2 separate regions of the Manis pentadactyla genome follow, and region 2 is linked to region 1. Evidence: chromatin contacts called from public Hi-C data. All regions are on one chromosome and are shown on one strand. The core of a region is the stretch at or near the end of the contact, and the rest is flanking DNA. Distances in the headings are between cores, read along the strand shown. Region 1 holds the start of CSNK1A1 (casein kinase 1 alpha 1). Region 2 holds the start of IL17B (interleukin 17B).

Region 1 (3,476 bases), core at 571-3,070:
GGAGAGCAGACTAAAGTATCAACATTTAATTTTGTCAAATAAGGGTATTAATAACCAACCAATCAACCATCTACCATCAGCACCACTTTATAAAAGGGTGTTTTAATGACACTGCGGTAGGAAGATAAAATCTCAGAATAAAGTACAATTTGAAATTAGATAAATGAAAGAAAAATGCATTACACTGCTCTTACTTTTCCAGTCTCTCTATGGAAAACTGTTAGCCTTGCCCTTGTCTATACAAAGACCTTTGGGAACCCCTAATCTAGACCACTCAATGCACACCTCTAACCCCTCTCCCCTCAATCCAGCATTGCATCCTCACCACACCAAAAAATACCTTTAAATGTATAAAACCCACCCATTTATGGGGAACTTCTCAAGCTGAGGAACCTATAAAATTTTGGATGGCTGTGGCAGAAATCAGCACTTTCAAGATGTTAGCTGTTTTTTTTTTTTAAGATCAGATTCCAACAGCACAGAATTTTAAGCAGGCCAAACATGTCTAAGAGTCACCAAAGGAGAATGTCTAATGTCTAACAGAGCTGGTTTGGCAGTCAGGCAGCCTGGGTGTTGGTAGTGCCTCAAAACTTCATTCTAAACTTTAGCGGAACTCTCTTCCCCTCTGTTTTCAAATTCAAGACATTTAGAGCTTCATCAATATAAATATTTAAGTCAGAAAACAAGAGTAACATGGAAGAATTTTAGTTATCTTCCAGGATGATCCCCCATTACTAATTACTTGATTGGCTTTCAAAGCTGCAGTTAAGTCTACGTTTTTTTTTTTACCATTTAGATTTTAATGAAATTATTTTATTTATGATAGAAATTCTGTTTAAATTTTTGCAGATGAGATTCGATTCACCCATCATCAGGGTTTGATTCGTATCACAGATGACGGCATTGACAATGGAGTTCTTTTGTGATCATCATTACTACTGCGCCCTGTTTTCCCAGGTAAAATTTTGTAAACTCAAATGTGGTCATATTTGATTCTTTGACCGGTTTTTACTAAGAAACTTTACTGCGTAGTTTTAAACGTCTATTTTATTAGTTATTTCTACACCGCCTTTTTTGGTCAATACTGTTTTCAGTACAAGGCATGACTTTTTCAGAATTTTTTGAGGGGGAACGGGTATAACAACTTTTGCGAGTTTTCTCACGGTTGCAAATTTCGTTTTCTGTTGACTGTATATATCTGCCACTAAAATTATGAATCGGGATGTTAAGATTTTTTTCTTGGGGATCAACTATATCAGTAGGACAACGATACAAAAACATAGGGCGGCAGGGTAATTTGTTTTCGCTCTTTTCCCATCCTGTAAAAAGGTGTTTTCCAACATTCCGTATAACACAGAATTTTATTTATTAAGACTAATTAACCAGCAGTTAAAATCGGGAGCCCTGAACAAAACCCAGACGTCCCAGAGCTGCTTTTCTCTTTCTCTCCGCGAGAGGTGACACCTCCCTCAAAACAGAAATTGGGCTGGAATAGGCCGGTCTGGGGGAGTGGTCCCAGGAAAGATCAAAGGTTAAGTCGCCTCAAAGAGCAACTCAAAGGGAGTCGTGAAGCACCCATCTTCCAAGGTGACCCCTTCCTAGCATGTTCTGGAGACCTGGGGACACACAGCCTTTCATAAAAACGGCGCATTCGAGGTGACCAAAACACAGACAACACAAATAGAACAGCCAACGACCAGAAGTGGAAGTAAGCCGGGGCGTGGGTGAGGAGGGTCACGTCACGCCTGCGCACTCAGCAGGTTTGCAGTACGCATGCGCAGTTGGGCGGTGACGCGCCACGCCCGAAGCGTGGGCCTCGACTCTCATGGATCCGGTTCCGCCCTCCCTTTAGCTGCGGACCCTCCGGGGCTAGAGTCTGAGATCCCTTTCCCAGAGTGCCCTGCGCCGTGAAGAAGCGGCTCCCGGGGACTGGGGGCATTTTGTGTTGGCTGGAGCCGGAGTAACAAGATGGCGGCGTCGGCCGAGTGACAGGGGTCCCTGCGGGCAGGAGCCGGCGGCAGTGGTAGCAGCGGTATCGTCGCCCTAACTCACCGTACCCCTTTTCCAGCCCGTGACGTCGCCGCAGAAACGAGGCCGCGGCGGCCGCCCAGAAGCAAGTGGCTCCGACTTGGTAACCGCGAGAACCCCCTCACAAACTGCGGCCCAGCAAAAAGAAACCTGACTGAGCGGGGGTGATTAGGTTCCCCTTTGCCGATTCTGGGCCGGTAACGCCGAGCAAGTCAGCGTTTTCCGTTTTCTGCCGCCCTCCTGCGCAACCTTGCTCAGTAGACGAGCCCCAGGGGCCTCAGTCCTCCTCACAGAGGTGTCGGGGCTTGGCCCCAGCCTCCATCTTCGCCTCACAGGATGGCGAGCAGCAGCGGCTCCAAGGCCGAATTCATCGTCGGAGGGAAATACAAACTAGTACGGAAGATCGGGTCCGGCTCCTTCGGGGACATTTATCTGGCGATCAACATCACCAACGGCGAGGTAATCACCCAGGGTGGGGTACCTGACCGCGCTGCGCTTGTCTTCACCCCCCACACCCCCAAACTGCTCGGGCCTGTTCCCCCCGCACGCACTGGGGAGTCCAGAGGGAGCCAGATTTCCTGCCCCAGGAACCTCCCTCGCGCTCTTTCCCTAAAAGGAAAAGAAGCCGGTAGAAAGATTTAACAGTGAAGTTACCCGGCTTGTTAAAAATGCACCTTAATCGAACTTTTTCAAAACCGTCGTTTAAGGTAAGAATGGCAAAATCCTATTTCTGTGTTCCCTATATTTTCTATATATTTGATTTTTGGGGGGTTCTTGTTCCAATTGGCGGCACTTTGATCTCCTGGTTCCTTCTTAACATCTCATTACGTTTTCTGGATGAATCATTTCCCTGCACTTAAGAGGATGTCCAGATTTCGTCACTATCCCCTGAAGAGGCCTTTGAGGCTGGTTGCCTCATTTTATTATTACAAAGAGCTCTCTCTCTTCCCAGGCTCTCATTCTGCCTTCTTGTCCCGAAGTCGGAGCTTTGCTAATGTCTCTCCCCTCCTTTCGCAAGTGACACTGAATCCATAGAGATGTTGATGCCATTATCCCCTTTATCTCCTGCAGGAAGTGGCAGTGAAGCTAGAATCTCAGAAGGCCAGGCATCCCCAGTTGCTGTATGAGAGCAAGCTCTATAAGATTCTTCAAGGTGGTGTTGGCATCCCTCACATACGGTAAGAACCCATAGGCAGGTAGGGCGATCCACTGAAGAAAGCACGGATTGCGGAAAAAGGGATAGAGGCAGTAAACAGCTAAATTCGGGGCTGGGTAACTGAGTTACCTGGAAGGCAGTGCTTTCCTGTGAACCCGTAAGTCACGACATTCACTTGGAGTAAATTTTGCTTTGCCGAGTTAAGGATTTTAGTTTGTTACACTCAATTTCATTTACCTTCCCTCATTCTTCCCGGGCTTTCATTTGCAGTTAACTGTGAGGGTGCTCGTTG
Region 2 (3,476 bases), core at 477-2,976, 150 kb after region 1:
AACCAGGCTGTCCCCATCCTTTGCCCCTCACACTGGCTACCTCGCTTGTTTTGAGGACAGTGGCAGCGGGGCTGGCATAGCCTGGGATGGGAGCAGGGGCCCTTGTTGCCTGAGGAGGTATTTTCAGAGTTCGCCTCCCTCTGGAGCTTCCAGTGATAGAATAGAGCCCTGTCTAGTATTTGACCAAATATGGTGGTATCTCTCCATGAGCTCAAGCCTCAGCCAGTTTCTCAGTTATGCCGTGGAAACCTGCCCTGGACAGATTAATCTTGTGACATGCAGGAGTGCCTTGCACCCCGTGTTCTTTCCCTCTGCTGATTCCTGTAAATGGCCAAGAGTGGCCTCCGAAAGACAGTGCCATCCTGGATGCCTGTGCAGCGTCCCTCCCCTGTTCTCTTCACACTCCCTCCCACCCCCTCCCCTGCCTCCGGGGGTGGGGGACCTGCTTACTCACAGCTCACATTAGGCTGGGCCCTTCACTTGAGGTGAGAGACCTCAACAGCAGCACTGGTCAACTCAGCATGTGATTCCAGAACCTGTAGATGGGGTCACTTGAGCCCATAAAGTTGTAACCAGAGCCTATGAAGTCCAGAGCTCTCTCAGCCCGGAGGGGAGGCCCAAGGGTCAGGAGAGAGAGCTCGCTGAGCAATGGGAGCCATGCTAGCCCTAATGCTAATCAGAGCAGGTAAATTATTTTATAACAATAATTTTCATAGTAAACAAACAGCCAAGTGTTTCTTGAGCACTTATTATGTGTCAGGCACTGTGTCAGCTATTCAACAAGGGCTATTTCCTTTACCCCTTATAACAGCCCCAGGAGGTGGATGACATGGTTATCCCCATTCTAGAGATGTGGGAGCTGAGACTCAGAAAGATATCAGGAAGAAATGAGCCAGGGCACTGTCAATGCCTAGGCAGGACTCACACTTTACAGAGAAGGAACCTGAGGCTGAGAGAAACTCAAAGTCCCAAGCAGGCCCCTGGGGTGGAGCCCTTCGATGAGGTGGAGTGCTGTGGCAGGAGGGCCAGAACACCCGGCCATGCAGCCCTCAAGGGTCCTCCACGTGGCTGCTGTGAGATTAAGGATTCAGAAACTTGTTCACAGGGGGCCAGAACTGCACAAAAATATCACAAGAAAAACAGCCTGGGATGGTGGATAAAGCCTGCTCAGGGACCAGGTACAAACCCCAGCACTGTCCCCTCTAACTCACTCTGTGATCCTGGACAAGTCCCTTCCCTGCTCTGGCCTCAGTTTCCCTGCCTGTGGATCAAGGGGGTGGGACTCTGGCTATGGAGGGCAGCTGAGCCCACCTGGGGCTGGCTGAGGCCAGAGTGCCTGAGGCTGTTTTCCCGGGAGATGCGGCCTATGTCCCACTCCTGGTGAGCACACTCCGAGAACATTTGCTCTCCTGACCAATGGACTGCCCATCCCTCCTCCGCCCTCACCCCCCAGCTGTCCCCAAAGCAGACGAAGCTGATTGTCTCAGCTGGCCCTGTGGGTGCTGGCTGGGCAACCGGCCGCAGGCCGCAGGCAGAGGGGCCACCCTCCAGAGCCCCGCCAGACACACAGGGCATTGTCCCTCAGTCAACAGCCGCTGGGCACCTCGGCCCAGCTCCTGGCCTGCCCCCACGCCCCTCACAGCCTGCCACTGTGCCAGACCCAGCCAGCTGGGGGCCCAAGGCTCCCAGCTGATGATGAGTCCACCCCCCCAACCCCCCAGCAGCCCCCTGATGAGCTATAATTGCTTCGCTCCATCCTGTTGCTGCCATTCTCTTGGCGGAGGCCTCTGGGCTTTCAGGCGGGTGGCAGCTGTCGGCCGAGGGCTGGGCTTGCAGGATGGACTGGCCACACAGCCTGGTACGTGGCACTTCCCCACCCCACCCCCACCCCTTCTTAGGACATGAGTGTTTCGTTACTTCTTTCCTATTGATTAATGGCTGCCTCTGTTTGGCTTGGAATCTGCAGAGGCAAATACTCAGGATGAGAAAGAAACAGACTGGTCTCAGAGCCTGCAGCCATGGCCAGTAGCTCAGACTTCTGAACTGGGCTCAGCCCGTCTACACTGAAGTCCTTTCAAACTGCCGAAGGCATCTGGGGAGATCCTGGCAAACTCGGTTGCTGGGGTTTTCCAAAGAGTTCCTGGGTCCTGAGATCCAGGCTGTGTGACCTTGGGCAAGTCCTTCTGTTTCTCTGTTTCCCATCTGTAATGTGAGGAAGGGTGACTGTGATTATATTCTGGGTTTCTCTGAGTGGAGAGCCAGAGTGTAAGAATGCCTTGTGAGACGTTCAGATGAGAAAGCATATTGTAAGGGAGACATTTTTCTGCAGCAGAATCAAGACCAAAAAGGAAGAATTTAGTGACTTGAATCTCTGTTGTGGATTTGTGCCAGGAAATCCTTCTGCCATGAGGGGTATGTTGAAACTTGTTCCCAAGGGTCAAGACTTGCTGGGTCACCTGGATAGATCAGGCATGGGGCATGCAGGTGGCGGGGTGTGGGACTCAGGGTGGGTAGGAGCCTGGCTGCATTCAGCGGGGAGATGGAACTCCCTCTGACAGTTCTTCCTTCTGGCCAGCTCTGGCCCCCCATGCAAGTCTTGGTCCTTCTGTCCCCAGCTTCCAGAAGTGTCTGGGTCCTGCAGGCCCCCAGGTCCTCTCCCCCTGAGCCACAGTCTTCCCAGGGTCTGGGAGGTGAGGATGGGTGTGGGTGGGTGAGGTGTGGAGAGTATGGAGGCGAGCACAGGTGGGAGGCATGGAAGAGGGCAGCGTGACTGTGGTGGGGTCCAGCAGGGATCCTTGGCCATGACCTTCCTGTATCCCCAACTTCATCTCCCCCCACCAACACTCTATTTCAGCCTCAACACTTTCCTTTCAGTGAAATGTTTCATCCAATGCAAACCTCCTCTTACACCGTCCTCCCCCCTTAATACTTTTAGACTCTGTCTGCACATATCTGCCCCCTCTTATCCTTCAGCCCTCACCTGACATGACTGCTCCCCAGAAAGGCTTTGTGGGACCACTGCCCTGCCACAGGCTGAAGGGGGGGCCCTGATGTCTGACTGCAGGTAGCACTGTCCCACTACTGCTCTTGTCCCTAATGGTGCTTGTTTTCCTAGTCACTGTCTGTCCTCCCTGCTGAGACTGTGAGCTACAGAATGGCTGGGGTGGTGCCAGCTATCATTGGCTCAGACTCGGAGGATAACACAGTGTGTGGAAACTGATGCAATGCCTGAGCTCACGGAGTCAGTGCTTAGTGGGGGACGGACATATAAAAGATTTACATGTACAAACTGGAAGTCTGCAGTCATGCAAGAGGCATATGGTGTTGAGAGCCCAAGGAGGTCTCTGAGGCATCCTAGGAAGTGACACTGGGGCTGAGACATGAGGGGTGAGAAGCATTTAGAAGGTAGGGAGAGGCAGGATTCTGCAGGTAGCTGCCTGTGCAAAGTCCCTGTGGCAGGAAGGAGCATGGCGAGA

What was found. A called contact is a pair of places that touch in the nucleus more often than the background predicts.
Region 2: a Hi-C map of fibroblasts shows a contact between it and region 1, with 3 times the contacts expected there. The contact joins the promoter of IL17B here to the promoter of CSNK1A1 in region 1. A contact is called at or near these places in 2 of 3 Hi-C or Micro-C datasets (fibroblasts and skin fibroblasts).

The regions. Positions count from the first base shown.
Region 1 is chr2:23,745,261-23,748,736 of mManPen7.hap1, forward strand. CSNK1A1 (casein kinase 1 alpha 1) reads left to right here and starts at 1,821. Exons shown (of 11, transcript XM_036881562.2): 1 at 1,821-2,487; 2 at 3,100-3,206. The coding sequence starts at 2,365.
Region 2 is chr2:23,900,313-23,903,788 of mManPen7.hap1, forward strand. IL17B (interleukin 17B) reads left to right here and starts at 1,727. Exons shown (of 3, transcript XM_036881560.2): 1 at 1,727-1,858. The coding sequence starts at 1,838.